Regions from separate parts of the Mus musculus genome. Here regions 1, 2 and 4 are each linked to region 3. Evidence: chromatin contacts called from public Hi-C and HiChIP or PLAC-seq data. All regions are on one chromosome and are shown on one strand. The core of a region is the stretch at or near the end of the contact, and the rest is flanking DNA. Distances in the headings are between cores, read along the strand shown. Region 1 has its middle 6.8 kb from the start of Gm33337. Region 2 has its middle 75 kb from the start of Gm33337. Region 3 overlaps Gm33624 (a long non-coding RNA gene). Region 4 has its middle 40 kb from the start of Ifngas1.

What was found. A called contact is a pair of places that touch in the nucleus more often than the background predicts. HiChIP or PLAC-seq counts read pairs in DNA pulled down with a chosen protein or histone mark.
Region 1: a contact with region 3 is called in a Hi-C map of myocytes, with 3 times the contacts expected there. The contact joins two enhancer-like sites. A contact is called at or near these places in 5 of 484 Hi-C or Micro-C datasets (bone marrow-derived macrophages, cortical neurons, myocytes and 1 more) and 2 of 115 datasets of contacts at active chromatin or transcription factors (memory CD8 T cells and thymic regulatory T cells).
Region 2: a contact with region 3 is called in a Hi-C map of myocytes, with 4 times the contacts expected there. The contact joins two enhancer-like sites. A contact is called at or near these places in 1 of 15 datasets of contacts at CTCF or cohesin (the NIH/3T3 cell line), 2 of 484 Hi-C or Micro-C datasets (bone marrow-derived macrophages and myocytes) and 2 of 115 datasets of contacts at active chromatin or transcription factors (embryonic stem cells and memory CD8 T cells).
Region 4: a contact with region 3 is called in an H3K27ac HiChIP or PLAC-seq map of heart atrium, with 10 times the contacts expected there. The contact joins two enhancer-like sites. A contact is called at or near these places in 11 of 484 Hi-C or Micro-C datasets (CD4 T cells, CD8 T cells, Sertoli cells and 7 more) and 6 of 115 datasets of contacts at active chromatin or transcription factors (bone marrow-derived macrophages, heart atrium, hepatocytes and 3 more).

What each region holds. Positions count from the first base shown.
Region 1 is chr10:118,706,188-118,711,660 of GRCm38.p6, reverse strand. No RefSeq gene overlaps it. Among named protein-coding and RNA genes, the nearest start is that of Gm33337, 6.8 kb to the left of the region's middle. Within about 2 kb of position 2,265, at least 18 of the 459 cell types and tissues checked have an H3K27ac peak or open chromatin away from gene starts, as enhancers often do. A contact at or near this core is called in myocytes, where this site is marked.
Region 2 is chr10:118,638,450-118,643,997 of GRCm38.p6, reverse strand. No RefSeq gene overlaps it. Among named protein-coding and RNA genes, the nearest start is that of Gm33337, 75 kb to the left of the region's middle. Within about 2 kb of position 2,732, at least 42 of the 459 cell types and tissues checked have an H3K27ac peak or open chromatin away from gene starts, as enhancers often do. A contact at or near this core is called in myocytes, where this site is marked.
Region 3 is chr10:118,989,217-118,994,716 of GRCm38.p6, reverse strand. Gm33624 (a long non-coding RNA gene) reads left to right here. Exons shown (of 4, transcript XR_872094.1): 2 at 1,699-1,803; 3 at 4,024-4,166. Among named protein-coding and RNA genes, the nearest start is that of Gm33624, 15 kb to the left of the region's middle. Within about 2 kb of position 3,281, at least 56 of the 459 cell types and tissues checked have an H3K27ac peak or open chromatin away from gene starts, as enhancers often do. A contact at or near this core is called in heart atrium and myocytes, where this site is marked.
Region 4 is chr10:118,593,984-118,599,456 of GRCm38.p6, reverse strand. No RefSeq gene overlaps it. Among named protein-coding and RNA genes, the nearest start is that of Ifngas1, 40 kb to the right of the region's middle. Within about 2 kb of position 3,051, at least 12 of the 459 cell types and tissues checked have an H3K27ac peak or open chromatin away from gene starts, as enhancers often do. A contact at or near this core is called in heart atrium, where this site is marked.

The sequences.
Region 1 (5,473 bases), core at 1,016-3,515, 280 kb after region 3:
CGTCTGTTTCGGAGTCATTCAGAACACCCATGTGGAGAAATGCAAATCTCTCTCAAAAGACTAAGCCTGGAGCCTCTCAGGGAGCCAGGCTTTGTTGTCAAATGGATGTCTGGGCAGTTTATTAAAACTCCTCGAGTTTTCAAGCCAGCCTTGGTTCTGGTTCCTAGATTAACACTGAACAGCGAAGTAGGACTCAGAATCAGTTGTCCAGCGTGCTCCAGCGAGCCCAGACCTTGTGAGTGGGAGTATCTTAGGGACGTTTAGAAATACTCCAGTGCACATGGGAGCAAAGGCAAGCTTCCTGCCGGGGATGTCAGGCTCACGGCTTCGATTGTGCTTCTTCCGTTGTTAGGATAATTACTGTTTATTAAGTCAGTACTCACAGTGAGCCTCTCCTCCCTAAGATCCGGCTTGAAATGAAGGCTCCGTTACCTTCTGATCTGTTACTGATCTGTTCTGATCTGTTACTTTCTGATCTCCTGGGAGGAGCTGAGGGTAGGTCACAAGACCCCCTTTAGAGTTCCGGGCACCTTTTTATGTATATTTTTATGTATAATAAACCGAGCTGGGACGGATGCCTCCCTATAACTTCTGACTATTAAAATGTCCTTCCTGGGAGTCATGCTTTCTTTTAAACTTTACTTTGGGAATCTGAGATTTATGTTCCAATGCCCTGGAAAAAATACAATTTAAAAATAAAGCCTTCGTGCAGAGGGCAAGACTCAGTGCCACAGAAATGCCATCCAAGGGTTGGAAAAGATCCGGCTAAGGCTTTTGCAGCACCATAAAAGACTTGTGAACACTCTGGACAATTTTCTCAATGTAACAGCTTAGACTCATGTAGTTGTAAGTAATGGAAATTTACTCAGGCCCGGTTAGAGAAAACAAAGAGGATAAAGGAAATTAGACTCTCATATGGTTGGTTCCAAAGGCCTAGCTCCAAACCAGCCTATAATGGCGAAGAAGTTCTACAGTCAACATTAGACACTAGGACAGTCAAAGTCAATGGACACTTTTAATCAATGGGCCTTTAATGATGTCCAAGCTCCGAAACTCTGGCCCTTGTATCTGCATTCCATATGTTGGGGTTCTGGAGCCATGTATCTGATGTTTCCACTTTGATCGGCTATCTACTTTTTGATAGTTATTCTAGAAGACAAATCCAGTTCTTAGAACCCTGGGTTCTCTAAGAAACAGGTGCTAAGGCAAGGTTTGACATGTAAGAGGTTTGTTGACTGGGAGAACTACACATGGAGATGTTAAGGACATAGGATGCTTGGGTAAAACCCTGGGAGGGAGCCGAGCAAAGGATGAATGGGCAGAACCTAACACTCCAGCAAAAGCCACATTTTACTGGCAACCGTACAAAAGTGAAGCTGCCACCATGCCTCTGCTGTTGGAAGTCTTTGGCTGCAAGCCAATGGTAGGAAGGGTAGCCTGGTCAATGAATGTTGTGATGGACTCGTGCAGAAACAGCTGGCACCATCATGAATCTCATCCTCACGGCAGCACTGCTGGCCCGAGGTGGCCATGTCTGCCTTAGTCCTTTTCCTCAGTAAGAGGAAAGAGTAGAGAGATCATCTAAAGATATCGCCTCAGCGTTAGCCTTATGGGCTCAACTTGTGAGAACTGTCTATGCGTCTGGGGCTCTATGGGTACCATGACGTAAGCCTGATCATGCCCACGGTTCCCTGCTTCTTAGAATAACCGTTTCACTTCTGTTAGCCTGTTTTGCCACATCTATTTTAAGATCTGGTCAAGCAAAGAGTTGACTCAAGTGTCATCTGTCGTCATCTGTCGTATCACAGGGAAGTCATCCCTTGGATGATGATAATACCCAAAGCAACTGGTCTTTACCCTGGTTTTGTTCCTGTGACTAACTTGTGTGTCAAGCTGGAGCTGTCACAGAGAAAGGAGCCTCCCTTGAGGAAGTGCCTCCATGAGATCCAGCTGTAAGGCACTTTCTCAATTAGTGATCTAGCTGGGAGAGCCCAGTCCATTGTGGGTGGGACCATCTCTGGGCTGGTAGTCTTGGGTTCTATAAGAGAGCAGGCCGAGCAAGCCAGGGGAAACAAGCCAGTAAGGAACATCCCTCCATGGCCTCTGCATCAGCTCCTGCTTCATGACCTGCTTGAGTTCTAGTCCTGACTTCTTTGGTAATGAACAGAAATGTGGAAGTGTAAGCTGAATAAACCCTTTCCTCCCCAATTTACTTCTTGGTCATGATGTTTTGTGCAGGAATAGAAACCCTGACTAAGATATCTGCCTTCTTGTTTCCTAGGAACCCCGTCTGTGGGTTTTCACTTTGGCTGTGCTTGTAACAAGCAATGCATGGCTTTCAGTGCAGAATGGCTAACTGACTACAAGAAAACAAAACAAAACAAACAAACAAAAAACAAAACAAAAGATGGAGGTATGGAGATAAGGAAAGGGGTTGATTGGTCATGTGGTACCCAGGATACCGAGAGAAATCACACTTCCCTCACACATGTACTTCTTTCTGCTTCCTACCCAACAAAGCCTCAGGATTTCTTTCCATCACAATCTTCATTTTCTACCTAGTTCCTCACCAAACAAGCGAAGGGAGCCTCACTTCTCTGTCTGCACATACACAAGTCCTGAGAAAAGGGTAGGGGCCTCCTATCCTGACTGACTGACTGACTGACTGACTGGGTAGCCCTGGGATATTTTTATTTTTATTTTTTTTTGTTTGTTTGTTTTGTCTTATTTTGTTGTTTCAAGACAGGGTTTCTTTGTGTATCCCTTACTGTCCTGGAACTCCCTCTGTAAACCAGGTTGGTCTTGAACTCACAGAGCTCCTCCTGCCTCTGACTCCTGAGTGCTAGGATTAAAGTCATGCACCACCACTGCCCAGCATCTAACTCTATATCTAACCTCTGATATTACACACACACACACACACACACACACACACACACAAACACACACACATACACGGACACACACAGACACAAACACACACACGCGCGCGCGCATGCACACACAACACACTGCACATCAGAACTTCTCCAACTGCACCTCTGCTTTATGCTGAAATGCCTTTCTCTGTCTACAGCTTTCGGCTCCTTTTAATGAACACATCACTCCGAGAATATATAATGAGAGTTACCCAATTAAATGACGTTCTCTTATGGCTCTGAGGGTTTCTTTTTTCCAAGTTTTGTAGAATTTTATGTGAGACAGTATGGGTGTAAATAAATTATTTGGCCATATTAATCATGAACATTTTTATGTTAATTTCACATAAAAATAACACTCATCTCTCGAGGGCTTGATATCCGTGTAGATGTTTCTAATTGGGCAGCTGTGCAGGGTCTCATCGCCAAGGAGTCACTCCTCAGTGTAGCAAGCTCCTTCCATCCATAGCGCTCTTAAATTGAGACTTTTTGTTACAGTGACATTTTCCAGGAGCAGATATGAGGAAGGCAATGAGAATGGAGGGTTTTTCCTCAGCCACGATGAAAATTTGTTTATATCATTCATATGTGTTTTCCACTTACCATAATTCATAAGCTAATAAAACTGCAAACTGCCAGACAGACTAGGGAATGTCATCTGATGTGTACTGCAATCTATACCAGATTCACTAACAGAAACTTCTAGATAAACAATGGCATGTCCTAGAAAAATGGGTTTCCCCCAAACAACCCAATTGCAACTCATTATTTCTTACCACCTAAAATAATGGTCTTTTCTCACTTCCTTTTTACTTGTGTTACGCCCCCCCCCCCCAAGAACAACTTATGCTCACCAGTTCAAACAGTAGCTATTAAGCTCCATTTGCAGGGAGTATGTTCAGCAATGAATTTACAGAAGGCATTATGCGATACATATCCTGAAAACGCCAATGGCCAAGTAGAAGAGAATAGAACACAACCCACAGATAAAGATGAGAAAGGTGCTGTGCGGAAGGGACCTTGCCTGACTCTGGAGATCCAGGGATAGTTTCATGAAGCAAAGGCTTTAGATTAGCATTAAGCAATGGAGAAGAATAATGAGCCATTTGGGGAAACCAGTCGCTGCATTCAAAGGCTGAGAGCTGTAAAATTAACGATGTGCCAAAGCTTTAGGGGGACGTGGTGTGACTGACACACAGCTAGTCAGATGGGCAGTGCTGATGCTGATGCCATTGGCCAGGGTGTGGAGAGCATTCATAGCTGACCTAAGGAACTTGATAAACTCGGGGTGTGATTTGCGGTACCAACATGACTGGATTTAGGGACCTCTAGATGTCAGGTAAAGATTTGAACAACAGGGTTATGAGGGGTTTCCAGAGATGACTGACCATTTTATATCATTTAGAGTTGGTAGACTGAGCAGGACAAGGCCCTGCTCACTGTCAATGTGGTCAAGTGCTATTATGTTGTGGGAAATATTAAAAAACCAACTGGCACGTTCCCCCGTTCTTGTGCCTCTGCCCCAGCAGCCTGCCTGGCCGTGCACTGGTAGGCAATGGTCGGCTTGTTTTAATCTCATGGAGATTCTGACTCTGAGCTCCACAATATCACCCAGCTCGCTGGATTCCCACTGATGAGTCACTACCATGCCAACCCAGTGCCTCAAGTCCCTCACGGCCTTCGTGGAGCACCTCAGGAAAACCTAAGCTTGGTCGTCGTACCTTTCTCTCTTGAGCCCAAACAAGTTGCTGTGTGAAGGAAAACACAACACAAACTTAGTTCAGAAACAATGGTAACTCAATCTCTGGGTACAACAACTAAAACCTAATCTTGTAATCCTTATTAAAATCTGACTCCTCCGGTGGCAAATCCTTGCAGATACGCCATGATACCGGGAAACTGACTAGCAGCTACATCTTACCCCTCTGCTGTCCCCATTTCAAAAAGGACCTCTCTCCTGCTTGCTTTCTTCCTCTGTTTAACCCGGAAGTCCCGCCTACTCACCCAATGATTGGCTCCTTTATTCATTAGGGGATTGGTTCAGGAGAAGACACCTGAGTACATGACTCATTCCTCATTCCAGACAGCCTATGCCAGGAAAGCAAGCAGCACAGAGCCTAATGGAAGAAGGAGATAGGAGACATGACAATCTGCTCTCTCTTTCGGAGTTAGGGCACCTTTGTCCTGACCTGGGACACCAAAACTCCTCATTCTCAGGCCCCTGCATTCTGATACTTGTATGGGTGCAATCAGCAATCATGTCAGAGAGCTGATAACTGTCTATGGTTCCAGCTCTGGTAGATCCAATGCACTCTCCTGGCTTCTGTGGGCACACACGTATGCACGTGCCATATACTCACACAGGCATGCATGCATATAAAATTTCTTAAAAGGAAAATAAATAATTTTAAGCAAATGTGTCAACATGCTCAAACTTTCATTCATTAACAACTTACCTCATGAACAGAATTATAGATTAGCTGGCTCAGGTCTTGTGTTGCTACTTTGTGTACACTGAGAGCAATGTTCACGGCAGCTATCTGGCCACAGCCTGC
Region 2 (5,548 bases), core at 1,483-3,982, 350 kb after region 3:
CTGGTGCATTGTTAAAGTCTGAAATAACGTCAAGAAGGTAGCAGATGGGACGCCGAGTGAGTGTACAGAAGGATGTGGAAGCGGAGACTTAAAGACTGAGATTTTAGATTCTGCAATCTGTGCTGCTGGCGATCCCCAAAGACACAGTCCTGAGCACTGTAATCTGATTGGTGAAATCCAGGTCACATGATGTAGTGCCCTTAAAGATCACATAGCGTTGCTAGGCCCTGTTGATTTGTGTCTGTGGAGTTACACACCATCACGGTGGGTGCTTCCTCATCACGTGACAGACAGGAACAGGAAGGGCTAAGATTACACTGCCCCCATCAGTGACATACCCTCAGTGACCTGGCTTCCTCTCACTAGATACTACCTCTTAAAGGTTCTGCTACTCCCCAGAGCACCACAGGCTTGGGACCAAGTTTTGAATTCATAAGCATTTGGAGGACATTAAGGATCCAAATCGTAATAATGCCATACTCCAAACTGTCTCTACTGGGCTTTTATCAGATGTATACAACTCACCCCTGTTGGATTTAACTATACAGAACTTGCCTGTTACTTACATACTAATGGTAGGAAAAACAAAATACTTCATAATATTGAAAATTTCATGGAGTTTGTAGAAAAAGAAAAGAAGAATTTCAACTGATTCCAGTCAAGTCCAGAAACCACAATGACACTAGATACACTATGAGTTTCCAGGATAAAATTTCAAGTTACTGCTTAAGAGAGACAGAGAGAGAGAGACAGAGAGAGAGAGAGAGAGAGAGAGAGAGAGAGAGAGAGAGAGAGAGAGAGAGAGAGAGAAGAAAGATAGATTGATTCTTTGTTTTCCCTACTAGTCCAATGCCAAAATAGATGAGTGGATTGACCGCATAGTGTGACAACATAAAAATGTCATTTGTAAATGCATCATTTGTCTTCATTGACATTCCTTCTAGCTGGTGAAAGTCTAGAAGCTTTTAATGAATTGTAGGCTCAACTTGCCTAAAGCCAAGAAGTCACTCCTTCAAAAATAATACAAACTTGGAATGATAAGGAGACATACAGCTGTGTGGCTGCTGGATTGCTGTTATTATTTTCATCGGCTGGGGACATCTCTCATTACTACCAGGGCTGGGGACGTTCTCATTTCCATCAGAACTGGGGACATTCTCATTTCCATCAGAACTGGGGACATCTCTCATTTCCACCAGGACTGGGGACACATCTCTCATTTCCACCAGGGCTGGGGACATTCTCATTTCCATCAGAACTGGGGACATCTCTCATTTCCACCAGGGCTGGGGACACAGCTCTCATTTCCACCAGGGCTAGGGACACATCTCTCATTTCCACCAGGGCTTGGGACTTGTCTCAGTGGGTGTGAGGATTGGAAACTATCCCCAGAGAAAGGAGAAAACATGTGAGCTGCAATATGGATTACAGTGCAGTAGAAAGTTCTGTAGGGTGCCATGAAAGAAGGCTGGAAGTAACTGAACAAGGTACTGACACACAGAATTGATTTTCAGAGTTGTGACAAGGTGCAGGGCAGGGGGCGGGGTGTGTGTGTGTGCAGTGCAGGGGGTAGCTAGGACAGTGCAGGGTGCCAAAGAGATACTCATAGTTTGTCCCTTCTTTGAGCATGTGTAATGTCACTGCTCTCCAGAATGTGGACTCTCTCCTTGTGATTCCACTAAGAATATTCCACGGCACTGCAATCACAAAGCTCCCAAGATCCACCTCTGCTTTGAATGCAAGCTCTGTAAAGGCTCTCTATCACTCACTGTGCACACGTTTGTGTGTGTCTGTGTGTGTGTATGTGCACGTGTGTGTGTGTATGTGCACGTGTGTGTGTGTATGTGCATGTGTGTGTATGTGTCTGTATGTGTATGTGTGTGTCTGTCTGTGTGTGTATGTGTGTATATATGAGTATGTGTGTGTATGTGTGTATGTATATGTGTGTGTATATATGTATGTGTGTATGTATGTATATGTCTGTGCATGTGTGTATGTGTATGTACATATATGTGTGTATATGTGTGTATTTGTGTGTATGTGTCTGTATCTGTGTGTGTATATGTGTATATGTGTGTGTATGTATGTGTGTGTGTATTACGTGTGTATGTGTATGCATGTATATGTGTGTATGTGTGTGTATATGCATGTATGCATATGTGTGTATATGTGTGTGTGTGTGCATGTGTGTGTATGTGTGTATATGTGTGTATGCCTATGTGTGTATGTGTGTGTATGTGTGTGTGTGTGTGTGTGTGTGTGTGTGTGTGTGCGCGCATGCATCGTGTCATCTTTCTCTGAGGATCTGATTTGATTCTCAGCTAGTACCTTTTCCACTGCACTGCTTCACAAAGCTCAGGGGCTCCAGTCTGCTATGTGTGCCCAGGCTCTGTAAAGGCAGGGAACATCTCTGAGACCTTTGCATTTCTGTGGTCTGTGCCCAGGCAGGGTTCCCTGCTTCTGATCCCCTGAAGACTGAAGGAAGAGCTACCTGGATCCTATCCCTGCTACTTTAACAAGCCTACTTGGCCACCAGAAGGGAGTGGACACATTGCATGCTATCACCATTTAATCTTAGCATGAAAATTCAATTACCTAGTCTCAAGATTCAATTTGGGAGGGGGACAAAACACCCCAAAGACACAAGGTGACCTGTCTGGGTGGTATGACCTAGCCCACAAGCCAGATAATGATGCCCTTCTGTCAGCTGGGCCCCAGGAGCTGCAGCCCGGAGGGAGAGGAGCCCAGCCCTGACAGATGGCAGCAGAGGCTGGGCTGATTATGAAGCTCATCCAGCCCGAGCCTTTATTTCATCCCCAGCACCAAGGTCCCTTCTGAACACAGGCTGTTTACTTAAAAGACACACACGCCTGCTTCTGTTCATCTGATTCACAGTATCAAAATGAACGTGGACAGCCGTCAGATGGTTTTTTCTCTTTTTCTACTAACGATTCAATTCTGCCTCTTGTTAAGGAAATTCATAATCCATTTTGCCCCATAATTATTTTGTGTAAGTGGGAAATCAAATCGGAAGTGGCGGGAGAGAGAGAATGCCAGGAAAAGAAATTCAAATCGGAGTGGCTTCTTGGCTAACGCTATTTCTCTGCGAGAGTAATTCAGACTTTTGTATAGACCCACTTGGAAAAAAAAAAAAAGAGGCAGCAACCAAATTGGGCAAGCGGGTGGTTTCCAGAAAAGAAAACAGATGCAACTCAGAAGCTTGGTTCTTGGTTTTGCTTTTCTGTGGGAGAAACCTCAGCTCCCCCTCTAGCAGAAATAAATAAGTGGCTTCAGGATTTGTCCCCAAAGTGAACTTCACACCCGTGCTATATGTAAACACTTCAGACCAGAGGGGGTGAATGCCCAGTGGCACGTGAACAAAGAAGTCCCCAGGAAGAAAAGCAACATCGGAAAATGATCCCAACCTCTGCCACTCAAAACACCAGGGAGGAAAAATGTCACCCCAGGCAGCAGCTGTGAATGACAGCATGCCCCAGATCTCACTCAGGGTCCCTTCTGGCCAGGTCTTATGCTGTTTGGAAAAGTGACAGGGGTTATATTTTTGTCACCCAGCTGTTGCTTTTTGTCTTAGTAGGCAAGAAGCTGTGATGGCTTCTTGGCGACCCAAGGTTGACTTATTTAGAACTGTGTGCAGTGGCTGATGGAGGAAGGGCTCCAAGCAGGTGCTCTCAGCAGACGCGCATTCTGGAAAAAGCAAGGGCGTGGGCCAAGGTACCAAGTGAAATGCCATCTCATTAGTCAAGGCAAGGCCCTGCCTGCTGGCTGCCTGTCTTGAGAGACTTGTATGGTGGCTTCCCCCACCCCTTTTTTGGCATAGCCTAGGATAACAGCTTTCCCACATTTGAAGGTTGCAGAGGGGGAGGGGAGGGTGACTAGAAGGAAAGCAATTTTTTTCTTTGTTATTCTCCAGTTGGTGGATTATACCTGGCCATAAAAGCAACGTGGTTTAGAGTAGAGGGTCCTGTTATGTCTGTAATCCTAGCACTCAAAAGGCTGAGGCAGGAGGATCCCTGGGAGTTTGAAATCAGCGTGAGCTACATAGTAAGTTGCAGGCCATACTGGGCTATCACTCAAAAGCAAACACACACACACACACACACACACACACACACACACACACGCACGAAGAGGGAAACAGAGGTGGAGATAAAGATGAAGGTGAAGCCGGAGGGGGAAGAAAGGGGGAAGGGGAGAGGGAAAGAAGAGGAGGAAGAAAAGGGGGAAAGGGAGAAAGGGAGAAACTAAGAAGGGAGAGAAAGGGGAGGGGGGAAAAGGAGAGGGACAGGGATCGGGACAGGGAGAAAGAGAGAGATCTAGAGCCCAGGACAGGGAACCCAGAAACTCAATTTTAGCCTTAACTTTGTCACTAATGAAATTACTTTAGATAGGTTACGTATTTATGCCTTTGAATGCCCATTTCTGACAGCATAAAGCAAGATAGTTGTAATAGAGAATACCTACTATGTTCATGTGTTCTGAGATGAAGAAACCTTTTCTAATTCCAGGCCTATTCATGTGGACCCTCGTGTGTGTGTGTGTGTGTGTGTGTGTGTGTGTGTGTATCCATGTGCACATAAGCAGAAGTCAAAGCTAGCTGTCAACTGACTTCCTCTATAGCTCTCTACCTTACTCTTGGACACAAAGTCTCTTACTGTCCCCGGAAGGCACCATTCTGGCCATGCTGGCTCTCAGCAGCCCCAGGGATTCACCCACTTCCACCCCCACCCTCAGTGCTGGGGTTACAGCTATGCACAGTCATGCTTCGGTTTTAGTGAAGGCTGGGGATCCGAAGTCAGGCTCAGTGCTGAGACTTGGATTTATTAATCTCAGGGCCTCCAAAAGATTGTGCATTTTAAATTATCTTGTCCTCAAGCAAACTGGCTTCACTCAAGGCTGAATGGAGAACCTGAGTGAGATGCTGAGGTGACTCTCTGTACCTCATATGACTGTGGCATAATCCCTTCCCGAAACAACTGCTCCGAGAAAGCCAACAAGCAATTCTGAGCATCAATCAGACAACGGGAGTCCAGCCACCACTGTCCAGTAGCGCTTACACGGAAACGGGCAATGTCATCACAGCCTGAAACTCTAGCCAGTTTCTGATCACAGAAGTCGCAGCTAACGTGACTGAAGGATGAACTTGAGAAGATTTCTTTTTTTGGTTCAAAATGTAAGCAGTCACGTCTACTCCTTCAGGACAGTACCAATCTCAGATTCTGCTCCAACAAGGCAACCTGGGGTGAACTACGGTGAAATGAAAAGCAGGCCTTTTGTCTACCCTCCATTTCAATACTTTGGGACAACAACGAAACTGTGTGACTCCGATCCTTTCATCATTGAGGTAATATAGCGCTGTCTACTTCATAGCTGAAGCTATGAAGCTGAGCAACACATAGTTGCTGAGAAGACTGGTAAAGTCAACGTGTGGACTCCTTTGAGGAGAATCAAGTCGAAGATACCACATGGGATGGAGAATGGTTTCTTTTATACTCAGTACAAACTATGGTGATTCTGAGAACATACAATG
Region 3 (5,500 bases), core at 2,032-4,531:
TACTGCTTTACGTTAAAATCAGGAACAACAACGTTATTGGCATTGTGTTTTGCTCCTATGCAACGGTTGGTTAGGTAACTGCGTGATGGTTAATGCTTCCAACCTGTAGATTAGCTCAGGTCCGAGCGTTTCCCCACTCTGAACCAAATTGCGAGCAATATTTTTTTGTAAAGTTAATCTAATACATCTGAGTAGAAATCTCATTAAGGACACCTGGAGCCATGCTGAAGTAGACACCAGAGACTTGTAATGCACACTCTTGGCTCCCCATGCTCGATCCCACCTAGAGTGGAGAAGGCCTCTGTATGACGTCTTCCAGGCACATGCGCAGATCATTCACCTCCCTCAGTGTCCATGGGGGATGGATCGTCTTCCTTACTGTTCTGCTGAGCCTTCGGTAAGGCCGCTGGCAGACTCCAGGGCCTTGCCAGCGCTGCCTGCAAGCTTCTTGTTACACACTCTTTTATGGCCACTGCTCCCCGGCTTGTCTCAGTGGAAGGCAGGCTAGCAAGTCTCTTTTCTTTCAAGCAAGGACAGGATTAAGGTTTAAAGTGATGGTGTTTCTTTGATAGCTCCCGTGCCAGCTTAAATCTCATTAGCACTCTTCCTGAGTGTTACTAACTGGCCTATCTGGTATTACAGGTATTGCCAAACGGAGTCTAAAGAGAGGTGGCGTGAGGGCTGACCTAATCTGCAGTAGGAGTCAATTAGCAGGTGCTGGTGGGCTTGAGGTGCTGTTAGTAATGTCTCAGTGTTCGGAGTTTATTGATTTACCAGAGGTTTCACAATCTCACTGGCTTCACGCCAGTCTATTCACGTCCCTTAAGCACCTAAGTATGGCTTTCTCTCTTAGTTTTGCATGGTCATCTAAGGTCACCCCAAAGTGAATCTAAGGATAATGTAGTCCAAAAAAAAAAAAAAAAATTGCTCCAAATTTTTATTGGAGAAAGAAAAGCCGCACAGGAAACAATCAATGGAGAATTTGCTGAGTCAAGATGTCCTGTTTGACAAAAAGGTGAGTTCGAGACCCGGAGTCTGGTTGGGAGAGCTGTGTTATCTTACTTCTGCTTTCATGGTTATTGGATTATGGAGTGAAACACAACAAAGCTAAGAAGGTTCCACTTTTTATGCATGGTGCTAGGTAGGGTTGTCTTGTGCAGTGGGTTGACTGGCGTGCACCTTCCACGGGCTCCTGTGTTTGATCTGATGGTTTCCAGCTGGTGATACATCTTTAAGAGATTGGAGAACTTTTAGGAGGTACAGGTTTGCTAGAAGAAATGGGTTGCAGGGGGTAGCCTCTGAGGTTTTATAGCTTGGCCCCTTGTACTGGCTGGTTTTGTGTGTCAACTTGACACAAGTTGGAGTTATCACAGAGAAGGAGCCTCCCTTGAGGAAATGCCTCCCTGAGATCCAGCTGTAAGGCATTTTCTCAATTAGTGATCAAGGGGGGAGGGCCCATTGTGGGTGGTGTCATCCCTGGGCTGGTAGTCCTGTGTTCTATAAGAAAGCAAGCTGAGCAAGCCAGGGGAAACAATCCAGTAAGTAACATCCCTCCATGGCCTCTGCATCAGCTCCTGCTCCCTGACCTGCTTGAGTTCCAGTCCTGATTTCCTTTGGTGATAAACAGCAATGTGGAAGTGTAAGCTGAATAAACCCTTTCCTCCCTAACTTGCTTCTTGGTCATGATGTTTTGTGCAGGAGAAGATACCCCTCTTCCTGTCTACTCTATACTTCCTGTTGGTCCAAGATCTGAGGAGTGTGAGCTGCATGCCCTGCTCCTGCCTCGATGCCTGCTCTACCATGGTGAATTGTATCCCCTAAGTTGTGAGCCCAAGGGAAACCTTCTCCCCTTAAATGTCTTTTAGCCAGGTATTCTGTCACAGTGGCAAAAATAACCAACCTGCCATGCTAAGAAGTCTAATGAATTGGATCCCAGCTTAAAACAGTTTAAGCTGAATTGAATTTTAAAATATCACATGCACGGTGAAGAATCTTACCAGCGTCAAAAAAGAATTGCTTGAGAATGTTGTCCATTTGGAGGCTGGACCCAGTGACCTTCTCCATTCTTCAGACTGTCCTTTAATTGCTGATACAGTCTCAGTGACCTAAGTGGGTTAAGGTGCCAAGCCTGGCTCCTTCCAGCCTAGTGTGCAGTGATATCTCACTGGCTGCTAAGGGCTCAGCTTCAGGTTGGACTCAGGCAGATCTTTCTTGGTTGGATTGAGTATTAGCCATTCACAACATTTTTTCCTTCCTTCCTTCTTTCCTTCCTTCCTTCCTTTTTTCATTCTTTCCTTCCTTCCTTCTTTCCTCCTTTTCTTTGTTTGTCTGTTTCTTTCTTTTGGTCGTCCTTTCTTTCTTTCTTTCTTTCTTTCTTTCTTTCTTTTCCCCTTCCTTCTTTCTCCTTCTTTCCTCCTGTCCTCCCTCCCTTCCTCCCTTCCTCCCTCTTTCTTCCCCTCCCTTCATTTCTTCTTCCTTCCTTCCTCCCCCCTCCTCCACTTCTTTCCCCTTCCCTCTTTCCTTCTTTCCTTCTTTTCTTCCTTCCTTTCTTCCTTCTTTCTTTCCTTCCATCTTTCCTCTCTCTCTCTCTCTTTCTTTCTTTCTTTCTTTCTTTCTTTCTTTCTTTCTTTCTTTCCTTCCTTCCTTCCTTCCTTCCTTCCTTCCTTCTTTCCTTCCTTCCTTCCTTTTTTTTCTTGAAAGAACTTACCAATTAGGCATCAGGGCCTAGAGGAAAGGGCCCAAGAATCATTTTCCCAAGTAAAGAGCAGTTATCACTTCTCAACTTCATCACCCAGCTGTGCCTCAGTTTCCTTATGAGCAAAATGTGTTCCTTCCTTGCCTTTCATGGGCACAAGGAGGGCAAAACCTCATCATGAATGTGAGATATTTTTCACAGACAGGTAGATCCAAGTCTTGCTATGGATTGCCCAGTGAGAACCATCACACACATAACTATAACATATGACCACCACATAGAGCATATGCCTTTAGACCTCTTCCCAGGAGAGGACGAAGTGAACACTCTAGATTTGTTCCAGATCGGCTTTTTTTTTTTTTTTTTTTTTTTTCTGTTTCCCATCACCCTTTCTGTGTACCTGAGTCCTTGGCAGCCCCCACCCTGCTTCCCCAGCAGGCTTTCTGTACCCAGTGTGGAGAGTTCCCACACGGTGGCCCTGGGCTAGAAGCTTCACTAGTGTTCTCTCTCTCCCTAACAGCTCTGATTCTTGACTGCACTTATTTCGGGAGGCTCTTGCTCCTGACCGCTGCATGGAATGTGTGCTGCTGGTGACTAATTGTTCTGGGAATGACATCTCTGTTTGGGCGGTGTCCAGTTCTCTCTCCTTCTGTATGTAGAGCCAACTCTGATTTATATGTCTGTGAATCTCTGATGAGCTGCGGAGGAGGCTCGGGGAGGTGGGATGGAGTAGAAATGCCGTTGGAAAAGATAACATTTTTTTCTCTGACTTTGGGCTCAAGAGCAAGCCAAAGGTTGGCCACCATTCACTGTCATAATTTGGGCAGAAGAACAGAATCAGGTCTTGTCGTGTACAAATGCGATTTTTTTTTCTTTTTCTTTTCTTTTCTTTTCTTTTCTTTTTTTTTTTTTTTTACCAGAATCCATCATTTCTTATTCATGACTACATGCGAGGTCATGAAGGTAATCTCAAAGCTGGGAAGACATGATCTTGTAGATTTTTCCTGGACCTCCAAGACATCTGTCTGATATTCTAGATTACGGATTTCTTCTTGTCCTCTTGGGCATGAACAAGTCACTTCCAGACAGAGGCAGAATTATTTTAATAAATGTACTGTGGAGCTTTAAGTCAGGCCCACACAGAGGGATGGCAGGTGTGAACATCACAGATAGAATGGCCTCACAGTCAGCTCCGTGAACTCAGTCTGCAGTTAAGGCTCTTGTCCTGGTGGGGCAAAAGATAACACTAGAATCCCCCAAGTGGTGTTGTTACACAATTTTAAGTGCTGTCCTGCAGCCTCTTGCCAGGGTTTGTCCTTCCTTTCCAGCCCCCGTGGCTTGCTCCCTGCATTCCAAAATGCTGGATGAAGAAAGAAAAACACGAAGCATAGAAACCGTTTGTGGCGACGTTTTTGGATCACTTCTGGTCTTGTTTTGACAAGCAGGGGCTTGCAGCTACTTTTGATTTCAGGTGGGTATGATTATTAAGCAAGAATAAGGCTCATGAAGGCCAGCCTGGTGCTCTAGGCCTACGATCCCAGCAGCTCTTGAGGCTGAGGCAGGAGGATTTCAAATTTAAGCCTTGCCTGGGCCAGCTTGGCCAATTCAGTGAACCCCCATCTCAAAATAAAAATGAAGGATGAGGGATCTAACTTGTTAGGTTCAATCCCCAGGAACCAAAACACAAAAATTAAATTAAGCCCCTTGTTCCTACTCAAGAAAGGACAGAAACATAGTCAAGACAGATTAGGTTTTTATGGGCTTTCCTGTGAAAACAAAGCCTTCTGAGCTGATAAGCCAGGAGGATTTTTGTTCAAACTGTGTATCCTTTGTGGGGCAGTTGACTTTTCTTCCATTCTACTTTCATCCGGGTGCCCAGGCTGACGGAGTAACTTCCATCAGATTTGTAATGGTGTTCCAGAGGGACAGGAAGCAGGGTGAGCCACTTGCGCCCCTGAAGCATCTGTTTATAGGAGATGTTTGTCATTCCTGATGGGGTTTCGCTGACCACCACCGGCCAAGTGGCCACACCCCAGGCTAACAGATGTTTAATCCCTGCCGGACCGCTTCCACAGGGAGGGGTTCTGAAATACTTAGCGAGGGTGTGGTAACATAATCGACCACACCCAAGAGTATAAAATATTTAGCATACGATAAAGATACCTTTCAGATTATTCAAGGGATGGGCAAGACAACAAATGGTCCTGGGAAAGCTGGGGAAGATAATATTATAGATTACCTCAAGTCATATAGAAATGGCTTACAACGGATTAGTGATAAATAATTGGAAATAATATAGACAATGATTCATTTTGTAACATTGCTTATGAAGGGTTCTCTTGTTTTCCACAGCATGATTTATTTGTTAACTTTTTTTTTTTTTTTTTTTTTTTATGTGTGGTAGGGAGGGAAAACTGCTGGGGCCAGAACATGGGGGAAACGTGAAGGCTCACCTATGCCAGGCAAATTCTTTGCCACTGAGCCATGCCTCCTTCCCCTGTAAGTCTCCATCAAAAGGCATAAAACAAAAGGTGGAGACGATAAGGGTCCAGTCTAGTACAGCTGATATAGAAAAGGCAGAGTCTTCAGTAAGACCATAAACGAAGCCAATCAAGAGGCAGGAACAAAGGGTGGGCAGGGTTGGAGCTGCTTCTATGCTCATGCTAGTTATGTTCCCCCCAAAACCTGTTTTCAGTGTCTCCCATGAACGGAAGACACTGAGGGACTGCCCACAGTAGGTTCTCATTAGTAAATAAAGATGGCGATAGCCAATGGTCAGGCAGAGAGGCAGAGGTGGGACTTCTA
Region 4 (5,473 bases), core at 1,802-4,301, 400 kb after region 3:
TTTTGAAATGTCTGTTTTCAAGCAAGAGGTGATATAGAGATACAAGGTATGATGATGACGATAACAATGACAATGATGATGTTGATGATAAAGGTAACACTGTGTACCACAAGGCTTTACTCAAGTACAGATGTGGCAGTTGAATCTCAGGCACGTGCCCAGGTATTCATTGCTCACTCTCCCGGAGTGGCTCATTTACTCCATCATTCTCTGTGTTCATCATCCTCAGAAGCAAAGCCTGAAAAAGACTCAAACACATGCACTCAGGCACATAGACACACATAGGAACATGCATGCACAAATACATGCACAAATACTTGCACACACACACAAGCACAACTTATAGTAATTTACTACATTATATAGTTGTCTAGGGAAAATAGGTGCATTTGTGTGCACACTTGGACATGCGTGCATGTGTGTCTACATATGTGAATATATGTATGTATGTATGTATGTATATGTATGTATGTATGTATAGTGGGGTAGTGAGTGTTCCTGTTTTACTGGAGAAAAACCTTCAACTTTCTACCTACTTTTCCATGTGTAAACTCAGTATAACCTCCCTGAGATCTCACTATAAAAATTAATAACCCAAGTTAGGACACAATTCGCTCCTACACAAGGACGTTCCTAAAGAGCAGATGGAAGCCAGCATCTCCCCGGGGGCCTATCACTGAGGTAATGAGCAGAGTGAGAGCAGTGGAGTGAGCATCCCACCTCACAGGCAGTACCTGCCCCTGTGGGGGCCACGCTTCAGGAAACAGGGGGGATAAAGACAGCTCACACAGCCCCCACACCAAGTCATACAGTGTGTGTGTGTGTGTGTGTGTGTAGGGGTGGTATGTGTGTGTGCACAGGGTGGGTGTCTATATGTATGTGTGTGTATGTGTGCCCTCCTCTGTGTGTGTGTGTGTGTGTGTGTGTGTATGTGTGTGTGTGTGTGTGTGTGTGTGTGTGTGCCTGCCACCACTGCCAGCTCCCAAGTCGTCCTTGAAGAGGAGTTTCTACTGTTGCACCGTCACCTGCTTTATTACAGTTTTGAGAGAAAGCTGACCGGGAGTGACGAAAGCAAGCTCTCTGTTGAAATCTCCTTCATCCCGCTGGCTCCCTCTTGTTCTCTTCTTTTGAGAGAGCCTCTCATTCTGTAGTCCAGGATAGCCTAGAACTCACAAAGTATAGCCTGTGCTAACCTTGAACTCACAGTAATCCTCCTGTCTCAGACTTCAGAGTATTGGGATTATATGGGCACAGCAATACGCTCAGCTGGCGCACACACACACACACACACACACACACACACACACACACACACACACACCGGCACGCACACGCAAGCAAATGAAATTAAAAAGTAATAACGTAGATTCACAATGGATGCTTGCTTTTTTTCAATTACACAAACCCTCAACTCTATATGACAATGAACTCATTGGAAGAAAATCCATTCGATGAATTTTAAATTTGTTTATATTACTTCTTCAGGTTTCAATGACTATCTCTGTTTTTCTTTTTTTGTTTTCTTTTAATTTTTTTTGAATTTTTTTCCCATTTTTTATTAGGTATTTAGCTCATTTACATTTCCAATGCTATACCAAAAGTCCCCCATACCCACCCACCCCCACTCCCCTACCCACCCACTCCCCCTTTTTGGCCCTGGCGTTCCCCTGTACTGGGGCATATAAAGTTTGCAAGTCCAATGGGCCTCTCTTTCCAGTGATGGCCGACTAGGCCATCTTTTGATACATATGCAGCTAGAGTCAAGAGCTCCGAGGTACTGGTTAGTTCATAATGTTGTTCCACCTATAGGGTTGCAGATCCCTTTAGCTCCTTGGGTACTTTCTCTAGCTCCTCCATTGGGAGCCCTGTGATCCATCCAATAGCTGACTGTGAGCATCCACTTCTGTGTTTGCTAGGCCCCGGCATAGTCTCACAAGAGACAGCTACATCTGGGTCCTTTCGATAAAATCTTGCTAGTGTATGCAATGGTGTCAGCGTTTGGATGCTGATTATGGGATGGATCCCCGGATATGGCAGTCTCTACATGGTCCATCCTTTCGTCTCAGCTCCAAACTTTGTCTCTGTAACTCCTTCCATGGGTGTTTTGTTCCCACTTCTAAGGAGGGGCATAGTGTCCACACTTCAGTCTTCATTTTTCTTGAGTTTCATGAGTCGCCCGACACCCGCAAGGGCCCACACAGGATTCCCCACGGGATCCTAAGACCTCTGGTGAGTGGAACACAGCGTCTGTCTGTTTTTCAAGCATCAACTATTGGGCAGGCTTTCGTTATTGAAAAGGATAAGCCCTGCTTCTGCATATATCGGGGTCCTTGAATTCAATTCCAAACTCATTTACGGTGCCATTGAGCTCTAACAATGAACACTTACCAAATGTGTATGAAAATCCACTTACCAAATACTGTCTTGTAAATGTCTCCCTAGCAATATTCAGTAGCTAGTAGCTATCCCCTGAGCTACTCAGAGAAGGGGGCAGGGGAAAAGAAGCCTTCATTGAGCCAGTCAGTGACTCCCATGTCAGGCCAGTGAATTGGTTGCCCCTGGAGCACAGGGTAAGCAGCCCTGTACAGTTAGTCCCAAGGGTCTTATAAGTAACTACCAAGGCTGATCCAACCAGGCCTGGGGTTGGCCTCACTGCTCGAGGTCAGCAGGAAGTGGAGCTCTTCCGGAAGTTCACCCTGGTTGTATCTGAAATTGTCCTTTGGCAAAACTGAAAGATTTCAAGTGTAGAATGAAAGGCTTCATCCATTTTCTTCTCAGCTCTTGGCTAAGTCCCAGCTGCCCATTTGCACAAGGAGTGATTTTGTGCGAACAGAATTGAATGTGTTACCTCAGCAAAGTGATTGTTTCAAAGAGCCTTCCCCTCCCCCATCTCTGTTTAAAGTGTACCGGGAAGAACTCCCTAACATCAGCTAAGAGGTGCAGGAGTGTTGCAGTGTAGCTTTGTCTGCAGCTGATTTGGAACTGTCCGCATTTGCTTTCTGATACAGGGCTGCCAAGAAGGGACCCAAGGGCTGGACGAAGAGGAATGAGCTTGTCAGTAGCAGATAGCCAGCGCCTTTTTTGCTTCATCCCTGCCAAGGGAGCCACCAGCAGCCAGTTCAGAGAACACCTCGCGAGGGAATCCCGTGCGCCTTTCCTTTTCATTGGAATGACTTAAAGAGTCCTCTTCTGGGAAGAGGAATTTGAAAGATTGAACTCCCTGGGACTAAGATAAGCTAGGTGTCCTCAAAAGAGCAAGCAGCGAGCTAGCAGCCTGGACGGGGAAGTACGTTGCTGTCTCCAGTCTTAGAGGTGTGGCCTGGTGAGGGTTCGCGGAACAGAACTTCAGTTGTGAGTGTTGTTTTCTGTTGTAACCTATGAGCATTGTCAACACAGCAGTGCCGGGTAATGTTCATCTCCTCACGTCTCCTAAAATGGAATATTTGTTAGCAGATCAGAAAAAAAGCATTAGTAACTATAGCATGCTTTATAGATTAACTATGGTCAACTTTTTTCTCAGACCTTTCAAATTGCTCATATAATTAATTGTCCTTGAACCGGGGTCACGTGGAAACCTCAATAAAAGCACAAAGCCTTCTCCTTCCAGGTAGTTGTAATCTCGTAGGTTTTAAGAAGAATCTGTGTTTTATCATTCTTACAGATAATTTTGACGTAGGCCAAACTTTGCTACTGACTGGGTTAGAGGCACCCGAAGATAGTCATTTTGATTTGTTCTAATAACTTTATCCATTAGATTAAAAGGGAGGGGACACCAACCGGTTATCTAACACCAAATCTTCAGCTCTGAAACTATCCAAACATAGACGAGACATGCTATATTTGGAAGTATAGATGTATGTATATATACATTGTTTGTGTAATAACAATTAATCTTAAATGGGGGCCATGAATTTGAAAGAGAGCAAGGAGGGCTATATGAAGAGGTTTGGGGGAGAAAGGGGATGGGGGAAATGATATAATTATATTGTAATATCAGAAAGAAAAGTAAAAGAACTAGAAGATATGCCTGAACAGCGAATCAGTTTTACAAATCTTACTTGTGCATATATGAGTGCATGTATGGGCCTGTGTATGGGTGTGTGTTATGAGTGTGTGTGTGAGTACATTCATGAGTGTGTGTATGAGTGTATATGGGTGTGTGTATGAATGCATATATGAGTATGCATATGTGTGTGGGGGCCTGTGTATTGGTGTGTGTATGAGTGTGTGTATAAGAGCACATATGAGTGTGTGTGTATGAGTGTGTATGAGTGGATGTATGAGTGTGTGTATGGGTGTGTGTATGAGTATATGTGTATGTATGAGTGTATATGCATTTGTGTATGTATGTGTATGAGTGTATATGGGTGTTTGTATGGTGTGTGTGTGGGTATGTATGAGTGTGTGCATGGGTGTGTGTTTGGGTGTTTGTATGGTGTATGTATGAGTGTGTGTGTGAGTATGTGTATATGTGTGTATGAGTGTGTGTATGGGCATGGGTATGAATGTGTATGGGTGTACGTGTATGAGTGTTTAGGGGTGTGTGTATGAGTGTATAGGGTTGTGTGCATGAGTGCATGTATGGAGATGTGTATGAGTGTTTAGGAGTGTGTGCATGGGTGTGTGTTTGGGTGTTTGTATGGTGTATGTATGAGTGTGTGTGTGAGTATGTGTATATGTGTGCATGAGTGTGTGTATAGGCATGGGTATGAATGTGTATGGGTGTATGTGTATGAGTGTTTAGGGGTGTGTGTATGGGTGTATGGTTTGTGTGCATGTATGGAGATGTGTATGAGTGTGTGCATGAGTGCATGTATGAGTGTGTATATGAATATATGTAGGAGTGCATTATGGGTGCATGTATGGGCACATGTATGGGCGTGTGTATAAGTGTGTATGGGGGGTCAGCTCTCAGAAGTCTGACCTCTCGTTTCACCATGGGTCTCAGGGATCGAGCTCAGGCCGTCAGGCTTATGCAGCAAACGATTTTACCCAGTGAGTCCCTTGGCCAGCCTACAAACCTTCCCTTTAAACATAGAGATGTAGACACACCTTGTGTCCCTTCAGGATCCCATTTGGCTAAGTCATGAAGTAGAAACTTGAAAACCTAACTCTGCAGATGTTAGAGTCTAGGTTTGAAGTGCCACAATCCTGTAAAACCCTGCCTGGAAACCAAATCCTTGCTCTCTCATGGCGACCAAGTTTTCTTTGGTTCCTAGCTTTTAACAAAAGAACTCGAGATTTGAAGCCCTTCTAATTAATTGTCCATTTCTTGAGGGATGGAGCCTGTCCTATGAACACCTCCTCCCTCCTCTAGCAACACAGTAACAGCTTTGCAATAAGCACTATATAAATGTATCTTAATTTTCACTAGTTTGTAAATTTCTAATTTATACTCATTTTTAAAAATTAAGGACGCCGATGAAATGTAAATGTAATTACTGTTAACAGTTTGAAAGACTGGTGTGTATTT